Linked DNA regions of Sus scrofa: region 1 is linked to region 2. The links are chromatin contacts, called in public HiChIP or PLAC-seq maps. All regions are on one chromosome and are shown on one strand. Each heading gives the region's core, a stretch centred on a gene start, on an enhancer-like site or on the middle of the called end of the contact. The rest is flanking DNA. Distances are from core to core; before and after follow the strand shown. Region 1 overlaps PRKCH (protein kinase C eta type). Region 2 has its middle 15 kb from the start of TMEM30B.

The links. HiChIP or PLAC-seq counts read pairs in DNA pulled down with a chosen protein or histone mark.
Region 1: a contact with region 2 is called in an H3K27ac HiChIP or PLAC-seq map of alveolar macrophages. The contact joins two enhancer-like sites. A contact is called at or near these places in 1 of 5 promoter capture datasets (liver), 20 of 47 Hi-C or Micro-C datasets (alveolar macrophages, blood, embryonic fibroblasts and 11 more) and 1 of 2 datasets of contacts at active chromatin or transcription factors (alveolar macrophages).

The regions. Positions count from the first base shown.
Region 1 is chr1:190,345,052-190,351,390 of Sscrofa11.1, forward strand. All of the region lies in intron 9 of PRKCH (protein kinase C eta type), which reads left to right. Among named protein-coding and RNA genes, the nearest start is that of PRKCH, 140 kb to the left of the region's middle. Within about 2 kb of position 2,005, at least 10 of the 83 cell types and tissues checked have an H3K27ac peak or open chromatin away from gene starts, as enhancers often do. A contact at or near this core is called in alveolar macrophages, where this site is marked.
Region 2 is chr1:190,183,976-190,190,210 of Sscrofa11.1, forward strand. No RefSeq gene overlaps it. Among named protein-coding and RNA genes, the nearest start is that of TMEM30B, 15 kb to the left of the region's middle. Within about 2 kb of position 3,451, at least 8 of the 83 cell types and tissues checked have an H3K27ac peak or open chromatin away from gene starts, as enhancers often do. A contact at or near this core is called in alveolar macrophages, where this site is marked.

The sequences.
Region 1 (6,339 bases), core at 755-3,254, 160 kb after region 2:
GGCGTAGCTCTGATTCAATACCTAGCCTGGGAACTTCCATGTGCCGTGGGTGTGGCCCTAAAAAAGACAATAAATAAATAAATAAATAAATAAATAAAGACTTGCTCTTTCTATATGTGATAAAATGACCACCACAATAAGTCTGTTAACATCCGTCATCATACATAGTTACAGTGTTTTTGTTCTTGTGATGAGAACCTCTAAGAGCTACTATCTTAGCAACTTTCACATACGCAGTGCTGTGTTATCAACTCTAGTTGCCATGTTGCACTTTTCATGTCCATTCACCTCATTTTTTTGAAGACTGTAATAACATATCTTGAGATTGTTTCCTCTTTGTACATACCTGGCTGTCTCATTTGCCAATGGCTGCATAGTATCCTATTTTAAGAATGTGATGCATTTCATTTAACTGTTTCCTATTGCTGAATATTTAGGTTATACTTTTTTTCAATCCAAGTTTTAGTGAGTCCACTTATACTTTATCTTTACGTACTTGTACTGTGATTTCTATGTGATACTCTACTAGAAGTGGTCTTGCTTGGTCAGCAGTAGATGCATTTATAATTTTGATGGAGTCAAAATTATATCTTACCTCACTGCGGTTAGAGATAGCTAACATGTTATCACTTATGTACCGTTCCAAGTGCTTTATGGGTATTATCTCAGCAATCCTTACAGTAATCCTATGAAGTATGTTCTATTAGCATCCCTCCCATTTTACAGATGAGCAAACTGAGGCAGGAAGACATCTAGCTTCCAAGTGGCAGAGGTTTTCAGGCTAGTCCATCTGAATACTGAGCCCAAGCTCTTCCCACCTGCTTGCTGTATTTCTAAATTCTCACTCCCAAACCACGTGAGAGAAAGCTTATTTCCCCCACCCTCCTATCGTGGCAGGCTACTTGTCATTTTGATGGTTGGAGAGGTTTTGAAAAAAAGTGTCTTTAGAGTTCTGATTGGCATTTCTCTGACAGTGAGTGATGCTGAGCTTTCACATATGTTTAAGGGCCATGTATGTTGACACAGTCACATGTGCAGCCTGGAGAATGGATGGAGCAGGGAAAGCTGGAAGCTGGGAACAGGGAGGAAGTGTGAAGAGGGACACATGGCATGTACTTCCAGGCAGTCCAAGTATATCCTGAGGAGCCGGGGCTTCAGCTAATAGCTTCTGGGGCACTCCTTCTTCCCGCCCCTCATGGTCTGGGCTCCTTGAGGCCATACCCTCCTCACCAGAGTCTTCAGTGGCTCCAGGAGCCCTGCTGCTCTGCCCTGGAATCTCTGCTTCCTATCCCCAAGTCCCATGATTCTTCAGAACTCCAGTTTTGTCCATCCTCCCCTGCTACCCGGAGTACCACCCAAACGCTACTTGCCATGCTCTGTACTCTGTTCCCCTAAAGCCTTTCCTCTGCCCTCACAAATTGTTTGCTCAGAGAATAGTGAGGTGGCGGCTCTGGGCTCAGGAACATGCTTAGAAAGAAGGAACACTGGTGGGTGGTACTGGGCTTCAAGCTCACCTCCCCAGTCCATGGGTCAGGCAGGGCCACACTCAGGTCATCTTCCCAGGGCTGCACCAAAAAACAGATGGTTTCCTATGACTTTGGTCAGACGATAGTAACTGGCTGATAACCTTTGAGTCAGACCTTGACTGACATGGCTGTTTCAAGTTACTGTAATGAACAAATAAAGAACTGTATCCTACTCAAGTCCAGGGGACTTTTACCTACTAAAGGAAGTCCTCGTGATGCTAGAACAGCAGACTGAGATCTTAAGAACAATTAGTGGAAAAGAAATTAACCTGGGACATATTGGAAAATCAGTGACTATAGCATATATATTGCAGAATTTTCAAGAGCAACCTGAAGTATATAATATCCCTCAATGTTAGTGTCCATGTGGGATTTCCACTGTTTCGCAGGTGAAGCCTTTAAACAACACTGGCCATTTTTCCCCCGTGACAGTTTTATGTATGGCCACAAGGTGGCAGTCATTACCGCAAGGTGATTTTTATTTCTTCTCCCGGGAGAGAAAGGAGCTGCCTTTGGAGTTTAAAATTTGTGCTTTGCACTAGAGGTCTCCAAAGCAAAGGATAAAAGGAATTTCCACTTGCCCTAAATCTAGATGATAAACCAAGTGCTGGGAACCAAAGGCATTTTTCTCCTGCTGAGATAGAGATATGTAATTTTCATTTTGCTGTAGTTGAAGTTTTCTCTTGGATTTGCGAGTATCAGGCTCCACTAGCAAGGATGGCCTTTGCTCTCTGCATCTGTCCATCTGTCAGAAATCCTCAGTCACTATCCTCATTTGCTATTGAAAAACTAACTCTCAAGAACAGCAAACATGAGTGATCATGAGAAATTACAGAGGGTAAGGTTCTACTTTTTAGCTCCTGGGTTTGACAGGCCCTGACCTCTGAAATGAGATGCTAATAAGCGTGTAATGCTGAACTGTGACAGTCTCCCGAGCAGAATTAGAGGTGAGCTGAGGGAGGTGTGGGGGTCACTCCCCAGCTGTCTGCAACGTTATCACTTCTTCGTGAAAATGCTTGTAGAAGCAGCCCTCCTCTTGCAGCCCAGCCCCCACATGGAGTGGGTGTCTTTCAGGCCAGAGAAAGGGAGCAACTTGCTGAGGGTCCCTCGGGCTGTGAGTGGTGGAGACAAGGTTCATCTCTGGGTCAGGCTGACTGTGGAGGCCGGCTCCATCCACTTGCCGTCTCCCGCAACACTTAGCTTGTTGATTGTCCATCTACTAAAGCTTGTTGATTGTCCATCTACTAAAGCACCTCCTATCTGCCCTGGCTCCCCTCCAACCCCCTGATAGGGAGACAGCTTATCCCTTGGAAATGGAAGACCTGATTCCTTCCAGCTCTGTTTTCTTCTGTCCTAATGGCTCGTGACTACCTTAAAATTCCTCTGAGCCTTCAGGTTCTATGGTTGAGATGAAAGCAGGATTGCGGTGAGGACCAGAGGCGAGAATGCAGATGTGGTGTTGTTGCACGTGCAGCACTGTTCAAAAGCTAGTATGGGCCGGGTGCTTTGATGACCGCCTCCTTCCCCACCCCAAAGACAGATGTCCCCAGGGGCCAGCACAGACCCCACCCAGACACACCCCACAAAATAGAGTTTGGGAGCTCCTTTTGTTCTTGGCCAAAACAAAAAGATAAGCAAATTTCAAACAACAGATAATTTATCAAGTTTGCTACATAGGATTTTGAGCCCATCAATTATTGCCCCTGATCTTTTCATGATAATACATGCAACCTGCAAGTATATCATGATGTTGGCATCCTCATAAATTTCTGAGAGCATTGCCGATCCTAATAGTTTGTAAATGATTTGATAGTCTGGATCATGACTTACAAAAATGCTTTCTAGCCTTGGATCTGTTGATTTTATTTCTGATAATCTAGCTGTAGAAAACAATGTAAAGAGTGAATAAAGGTTATGCATAAAGATGTTTAATTTTCATTGCGCTCGTTACAGTAGGAAAATATTGGACACAGCCTCAGCGTTCAGCAATAGGAATCCACTGCAATACTCTTCTGTTTGGTGGTGGTTTTCAGCCAGGAGAGAAATAATTGCATATTGAGTAGCTAAATGGTTGTGTGTCACTGTCAGAAACCTCTGACATCTATTATTTACTGCATACAATCCTTACATCAGCCCTAGAAGATAGGTCTAGTTATTATCTTTATTTTCCTGCATGATAGAGTAAAGGAGTTGTTACTTGCTCTAAATCTAGTGTGGTACATGGTGGAGCTAGGAGATGGGAGCCCAGGAATGGAACAGAAGTGATGATCGTGAGCCTCATGAATCCATATCAGGTTCTGCCCAGGACAGTGACTTGGCCAGCCTGGTCACTCCTCCAAAAAAAGCCTGAAAGGAAATGATGCCAGGAATCTATCAGGGCCTGTTACTCAGGTAGTGGAATTACGGATGATCTTTCTCTTCTTTGTTCTGTCTGCCAGCTGCTGTAATGTATTTCTGTTTCTTTGTCAGTGGGGGTGGGAGGAGTGAGGTGTTCTGAAGTGGGGGGTGCAGCCTGGTGATGTGACACCGTGTTCCCCACTCTTTCAGGTTAAATTCACTTCACATTTCCTTCATCTCCAGCAGTGACTGTGGTGTCAGCAGCTGAGCCGCTGGCATTTGAGGCCTGGAATCTGGGGCTCCCCTTGGCTCTGTTGGAACCCTGGCTGAGTGCTGAGGGCAGGACAGGAGGACAAAGTAGTGGGAGCAGCAGGAGGGGGATGGCAGAGTCAACCCTGGTCAGATGCTTTAGCCTTTGTTCAGAGACCCAGTGTGTTAAAGCAGAGGTTTCCGTTTGGAAAACCTCAGATGCACTGTGCCCTGTGCTCAGGAGCTGTCTCTGGTCTCCAGGGCCCGGGCCACGTGAAGCCATGAGTCTGTTTTGGGGGAAGAACTTAGGTTTGCCTTTGTGACCTGCAGCCCAGGGAGGGTTACAGATGACCCGGGAATGCCTTTAGCAGGGACAGAGCTCATGCTCTCAGCTCCCTCCTGACGGAGTGTCCCAGGTCATCTGTGAAGCAGTGCACCTGGAGTTCTTGGCAGGGGTATGACCTTTGTTGAGAAGCCACCCCTCAATGTCAGTCACAGGGCAGAAATCCTGCCTTTGGGGGTAGCACAGACAGGAATATTTGCTGTCAGCTTACTCGACCGGGGCAAACTGACTTCAGTGCACTTAAGTCACACTTAAAATATGTATGTCTGAAAATCACCCAGCAGCATGGGTGCAAGGAAACTGTCTTTTCTCTGGGTTCTCCACTGTTATATTAAATATTAGCAAAGGAGTGTATGGATGAGAGAGAAAGACAGAAGAGAGAGGCAGCAGGAAAGTCATGTGACCCTGGACCGTGTCTTTCAAATTTCATCAGGAGCTGTCTACACTGCAGCCTTCAATGGGGGAGCTCTGAGTTCTCATCCTGACCTAGCCAAAACCCCCTTGTCTTGAAGAAGGTCCCCTGCCTTGGATTTTTTTTTTTTTTTCCCAGTTAAGTACCTTTACCTAAATCTGTATTCTTCTGTCATGGACCTGTTGTCAGAAATTCCTTCCAGAGGGACGCTCCACTGGCTTTATGCATGTGCGGTCAGGAGGTCAGCCAGCCCTAAAGAGCCCTTCAGCTCTCATTCCCTGTCCCAGGGTTCAGGGAATACCTGGCAGTGGCAGCCAGGCCCAGGGATGAGAAGATGCATTTGGTCCCTAAGCTCTAAGTCACAGTGACATCCTGGGCCAGGGCTGGGTGACAGTGAGTTAGGTGAGGAGACAGGGAAGTACAGCCACAAAAGCGGAAAGACTTCTCCCTCAGCAGGGCAAGGCCTCTGTGAACACCTTACATAGCTGGTGGATCCTCGGAGCCTAACTGCCCCAGCCTTGCAGAAGGGGTGGCTGAAGGATGAAGTAGCAGCAGCTGCTATTCACTGAGGCCCTAGCGGATGCTGGATACTTATGTTCATTACCAGGATCTGGACAACTGGGCATTTAGGTATTTTTCACAAATATCTTTTGGATGAAATATCTCCTGATGCCCACGGTAATCCACAACAAATACGAAGTGTAGATACTATTAGCCTCATTTTTTCCCCCTGAATCTAAAAGTATTTAATTCTCTTTATTTATTATTATTATTATTTTTTGTCTTTTTTTAGGGCCGTACCCATGGCATGTGGAGGTTCCCAGGCTAGGGGTCCAATCAGAGCTGTAGCTGCCAGCCTACACCACAGCCACAGCAACGCCAGATCCAAGCTGTGTCTGTGACCTACACCACAACTCACAATAACACCAGATCCTTAACTCACTGAGTAAGGCCAGGGATTGAACCCACAACCCGGTTCCTAGTCGGATTCATTTCCACTGCACCATGACAGGAACTCCTAATTCTCTTTATAAATACATGCAAAGAAGAAAGTAAAAATAATTCACAATCTTACAGGCCAAAGACAACTCTTATTAGCATTGTCATATATGATCTTCCAGGCTTCTTCAATGCATAAAGACTAAACTACCAAGTTTATTCCACATTATCTTTTTTCATTTTTATTTTTTCCATCATAGTTGGTTTACAGGGTTCTGTGAGTTTTCTACTATACAGCCAGGTGACCCAGTCACACATACCTATATACATTCTTTTTCTCACATTATCTGCTATCATGCTCCATCACAAGTGACTAGATATAGTTCCCAGTGATATACAACAGGATCTCATTGCTTGTCTAGCGTCATTTTAAAGTTCTGGAAACTGAAGTCCAGAGAGGTGAAAGAACTTGCCCCAGATTACACAGCAAGCAAGAGTCGGGCTGGGGTTCTTAACCAGCTTCCTGATCTATG
Region 2 (6,235 bases), core at 2,201-4,700:
ATGCTAACGGTATTATTGGAAAAGATTTTTAAAAACATCTTCCTGGAGTTCCCATTGTGGCACAATGGAAATGAATATGACTAGTAACCATGAGGTTGCAGTTTGATGCCTGGCCTCGCTCAGTGGGTTAAGGACCCAGCGTTGCCCCGAGCTGTGCTATAGGTCGAAGACATGGCTCAGATCCCCCGTGGCAGTGGCTGTGGCATAGGCTAGCAGCTGTAGCTCCGATTAGACCCCTAGCCTGGGAACCTCTGTATGTCACGGGTGCAGCACTAAAAAAACAAACAAAAAACCCAACAGAAAACAACAACAAAAAAATTCTCCTCTGGGAGGATCACCAGATGAAACTGCTATTGCCAGTCCCTGGACCAGCTAGTGGGCAAAGCCACTCCAGTTATCTATGAATATATTTAACTTCTCTTGACTTTTCCAGCTAGGGGACCCCAGGTAACTAACCTAAGCTTCAAAACCTTTTTCCCCCCCGATCATCAAAATGGGATATTAACATCCGTCTTAAAGGATGGTGGTGAAGCTTACCTGGAGCCATGCACATAAGATGGTTGATCCAGTGCCTGCCACATGGTAAATCCTAGTAAGTAGATGTTGGTCTCCATGGCATCTAGCCCATGGTTCTCTAACTTATCCTTAAGTCATTCCTTACTACATCTCTTCCTTCTTCTCCCTTTCCAACACATTTTAGGATCTTAACTGAGCCTGAGAAAAAAGCAAAGAGCTTAGTACTGAGGCCAGTTTGCAAACATCATCACTTCTAATGATCTCCCTATAAAGTAATAAACCTTTCACAAATAACTAAGTCTTTAACTTTTTCATTTAGATCCTTTGCTTATTTTTTGGTGGCTTTTGTATTTATGAAATCAGCCTTGCATTCTGGTAACCCTGGAAGTTAATTCAGGAAACATTTGCGATTGTACATAAAGCAATGTGTGGTCTTCATTCCCCAAAGAACTTAAAGGCAGGTGGCAGTAAAATATCTGTTTTCCACATTGTGACATTTTAATGGAATTTTTGTCATTTTGAAAATATTATGTGATAAGTGAAGAGTAAAATAGCATTATTTATTTCTTTAATACCCTCTCAATTAGAGCAGGATTTTTAAAATAATTCTTTTTTTTTTTTTTTTCATGATTAGTATTTCAGTTCTGATCTTTTTTTCTTCCTCGCTTTCATTTATGGTTTGGGGCCATTAGGTGGCGCTGTGCATTTCAAATATGAAAAACGAGTGAAATTCCAGTGCAGAAGAAAGTAATATGCATTAGTTAACATCGTCACATTCTTGTTTCAGTGAGGACAGAGATTTTTTTATTTTTCACATAAAAATGTCAAGCATTATAATTCATCAAAAAACAATCCAGAGCATAATCCTGTAGTCTCATATGAAACTTCCTTGCAGAAACAAAGTTTTCCTTCCTATGCAACATAAAAGCAATGCCTCAGATGGTGTGGGACTCCTTAGACAAATGAGATATTCTAACCCTTTCACCTCCCCTCTGGAGCATTGCGCTCCTGATTTTCTAATAGTGTTGATGAACTTGTATTAATGGAGCCATAGTCTCTTCTTTGGAGGTCCTTATTATGCAAAGCATTTATGTACATATAGGATGCAACTTTGTTTACGCATTATCTGAAATGCTAGCTTTAACTCTGGAAAGTATAAAAGTAACTGGCTTTCTTAGGGATCAATCCCAGGAGATAGCTCCATTACTCTCACTGTTAACCAGCTAAGGGAAGATGTTACTCAAGTTTCATCCCCAGATAGAATGTACACAGCCCCTGCTGTACCAACATTCTCTTTGTTCCCCTTATTTCTAGCCTTCCCTCCCACTGCACACCCCAGTCACTCCAGAGCTCTGCCAGAGGCCCTTGTCCTCTCTCCCACAGTTTCCCGGAGCAGTCTTACCTGTGTCTAAGACTCTGCTTACCTTTAGGGGTTGATGTTTCCCAGTGTGTATCTTCAGCTCATGTATCCACTTCTTCCACTGAGATGTCTTCTGGCACTTTTAAACTTAACTAATCAAAAGTGGAACTCACCATGCTCAGCTCCAAACTAGCCTGCCCGCTCAGGGGCAGTGCCACCTTCATCTGTGCCATTGCCCATGCGGAGATCTGACGGTCAGACTCAGTCCTCTTTCCCCTTTATTCCCCATGTCCTTTCACACCTTCAGCTTGCATAAGTTCCCAGGTGCGGGATCAAACCCTCACCATAGCAATGACAGTGCCAGGTCCTTAGTCCACTGAGCCTCCAGGGAACTCCTTCCCCTTAATGTGCATTCTGCCGCTACCCTGGACATAGGCTGGATCATCTCTCAGTTGGATGATGATTGTTACCTTCTCCTAGTCTTGGTCCCTCTGAACCCATTTTTTTACGTTTTAGCCAGACTGATCCTCACATAATGGGATGTCACCTTGTTTAGATCCTGCTGGAAACCTTCAATAGCCTCTCATCTCCCTCAAGACAGATCCAAACTCAACGTGAACATAAGGCCCTGGGCTCTTCCCACCTCTCTGGCTTTATCTCCTCCGTCTCAAACTCTGTAGTCTGTCCTTAGACACACCTGTCAGTGTATCAGCCTCCCACCTCTGCAGCACTGTCCCCTCTGCAGTGCTGTGCTCTCCACCTACCTCTCCTGCATAATTACCAGCTTAGATGCCTCTGCCTCTGGGAAGGGAACGCTCCCCTTGCTTCTGCATATCAGATAAGTTCCCTCCCTATCACAGCCCTTATCACACCATATGGTAATTTTCTGTTAGTGCACCCTCGGACTGTACAATCAGCTCTACTTTCCTCTACATCCTATCTCCACGATCCAGCACAGTTCTTAGAACATAGTAGGTCCTCAATAAATATCGTTGGAATGAATAAATGAACACTTGGTCTACACCGCTCATTTCCATTCACTCTATAACCCAGGTCCGTTGTCTTCCCAGCTCACTCAGGCAGGAGCGAGTCCTTTCTGCCAACGACTGCCATGGCACCGGCACAAACCTCAGTCAGAGTACTGTGTTGTATGGAAGTCATGCAAAGCCGTCTTCATTAGACTTTGCACTCTTCAGGTCAGGCCAGTGTCCGCATTAGGTATTCCATAGAGTCTGGAAGGAACAGATTTTCCTGCTTCCAAAATTATGCAGCCAAGTGTGAAGATAGAATAAGTTTTCTCCTGATTTGGGAGTTTAGGCCTTGTTTTGTTTTTATGGTTATTACCTTCAATTTTAGTTTTTTTTTTTTTAATTTATTTTACTCAGAACTCTGAGGTTTAAAACCACAAACCTTTGCTTGGGGAAAACGACTCATGCACTCATTAAAGGGTGTTAGGTCCCACGATGTCTGAGTGAGGCTGTTAGAGTTTCCAGTGTGTGTGTGAGGGATGTGTGCGTTCACTCCTGTTTCTCTCCACCAGCCACTCTGTGTGCTCACTTCCTTCAGAGGAAGGAAGTTGATTATCTGTTCCATAGTCATACCATGTGGTAATATTGCTCAAGCATATACTGTGGGGCAGACAGGGTTGTAAGCAGTTTACATGCATTAACTCAATCCTCAAAAGAATCCTTTGAGACTGGTGCAATCAGGTGTTATTCCCATTTTAGAGATAGAGACTAAGGTACTGAGAGGGTTGGTAACTTATCCAGGGATGAGTGGAGGAGCCAGAATTTAGGCCTTGGCAGTTTGGCTCCAATCATGACCTCTTATCCCCTATAATACAGAGACAGCTTGAGAGGAAACACATTTTTGATTATTTTAATTAGGGATGCTAGCTGCCATTTGACATTTACTAAAACCACGTCACGTGGGCCTGTTTCCATATGCAAACATCTCTGAGTAAAAGGGCGGTTTGTTATCCAAACCTCCCATCTACTCTGCTTCAAACCAGAGCATTCTCGGCCCCAAACCTGGCAGAAGCTTTGTCACCATTTGCCTTTCAGGTATTCAGTCTTACTTTCTCATCTCCCTGACAGTTTTCTTGAGATAAGCAAAGCCTTGCTCAGTTCTCTACAAACGAGAGCCTTCTTTCTTGCTTTTCTCGATCATAGGTCTCTAACTGCTAAGTTACTTTCCTTCCATCCTCCTGATCCTAATTTAGAGATTTCTTCAGTTTTATAAGATCTCTTGCTAAATGTTATTCACTGTGTGTTATATTATACCACAGGTGCTATTCCTAAGTGCACCTCATCTAGCCTGAAATCAAACTAGAGCACTGCAGCTCACAGCTGCAGAATTTAACAAGCTGCATTATTTGATATAACACTGTGTGGTCATATATATTTATCCATTGTTAGAAAGTAAATGTTTAAAGTAAATGTTTCAAAGGATAAAGCACATTTTTTTTCATATAGTTTGAATACTATCTGACCTTTTAGAAAGTGAAAGTGATTTAGAAAGGTCTTTCCATATGTAAGTTTTTTCTGTCTTTTTTTTTTTTTTTTTTTGCTTTTTAAGGGCTGCACCCGTGGCATATGGGAGTTCCCAGGCTATAGGTCGAATTAGCTGAAGCTTCAGGCTATGCCACAGCTACAGCAATTCCAAGTCCAAGCAGCATCTTTTTTTTTTTTTTTTTATTTTCCCACTGTACAGCAAGGGGGTCAGGTTATCCTTACATGTATACATTACAATTACATTTTTCCCCCACCCTTTCTTCTGTTGCAACATGAGTATCTAGACAAAGTTCTCAATGCTATTCAGCAGGATCTCCTTGTAAATCTATTCTAAGTTGTGTCTGATAAGCCCAAGCTCCTGATCCCTCCCACTCCCTCCCCCTCCCATCAGGCAGCCACAAGTCTCTTCTCCAAGTCCATGATTTTCTTTTCTGAGGAGATGTTCATTTGTGCTGGATATTAGATTCCAGTTATAAGGGATATCATATGGTATTTGTCTTTGTCTTTCTGGCTCATTTCACTCAGGATGAGATTCTCTAGTTCCATCCATGTTGCTGCAAATGGCATTATGTCATTCTTTTTTATGGCTAAGTAGTATTCCATTGTGTATATATACCACATCTCCCGAATCCAATCATCTGTCGATGGACATTTGGGTTGTTTCCATGTCTTGGCTATTGTGAATAGTGCTGCAAGGAACATGCGGGTGCTCGTGCCTCTTTTAAGTAGAGTTTTGTCCGGATAGATGCCCAAGAGTGGGATTGCTGGGTCATATGGAAGTTCTATGTATAGATTTCTAAGGTATCTCCAAACTGTTCTCCATAGTGGCTGTACCAGTTTACATTCCCACCAACAGTGCAGGAGGGTTCCCTTTTCTCCACAGCCCTTCCAGCACTTGTTATTTGTGGATTTATTAATGGTGGCCATTCTGACTGGTGTGAGGTGATATCTCATGGTAGTTTTGATTTGCATTTCTCTTATAATCAGTGATGTTGAGCATTTTTTCATGTGTTTGTTGGCCATCTGTATATCTTCTTTGGAGAAATGTCTATTCAGGTCTTTTGCCCATTTTTCCATTGATTGATTGGCTTTTTTGCTGTTGGGTTGTTTAAGTTGTTTATATATTCTAGAGATTAGGCCCTTGTTGGTTGCATCGTTTGAAACTGTTTTCTCCCATTCTGTAAGTTGTCTTTTTGTTTTCTTTTTGGTTTCCTTTGCTGTGCAAAAGCTTTTCAGTTTGATGAGGTCCCATGGGTTTATTTTTGCTCTAATTTCTATTGCTTTGGGAGACTGACCTGAGAAAATATTCATGATGTTGATGTCAGAGAGTGTTTTGCCTATGTTCTCTTCTAGGAGTTTGATGGTGTCCTGTCGTATATTTAAGTCTTTCAGCCATTTGGAGTTTATTTTTGTGCATGGTGTGAGGGTGTGTTCTAGTTACATTGCTTTGCATGCAGCTGTCCAGGTTTCCCAGCAATGCTTGCTGAATAGACTTTCTTTTTCCCATTTGATGTTCTTGCCTCCCTTGTCAAAGATTAATTGACCATAGGTGTCAGGGTTTATTTCCGGATTCTCTATTCTGTTCCATTGGTCTGTCTGTCTGTTTTGATACCAGTACCACACTGTTTTGATGACTGTGGCTTTGTAGTATTTCTTGAAGTCTGGGAGAGTTATGCCTCCCCAAGCAGCATCTTTGATCTACGCCACAGGTCATGGCAACGATGGATCTTTAACCCACTGAGCGAGGCCAGGGATAGGACACATTTCCTCATGGATACTAGTTGGGTTCGTAACCCACTGAGCCACAATGGGAACTCCCCCATATGTAAGTTTTTAATCCATGGTT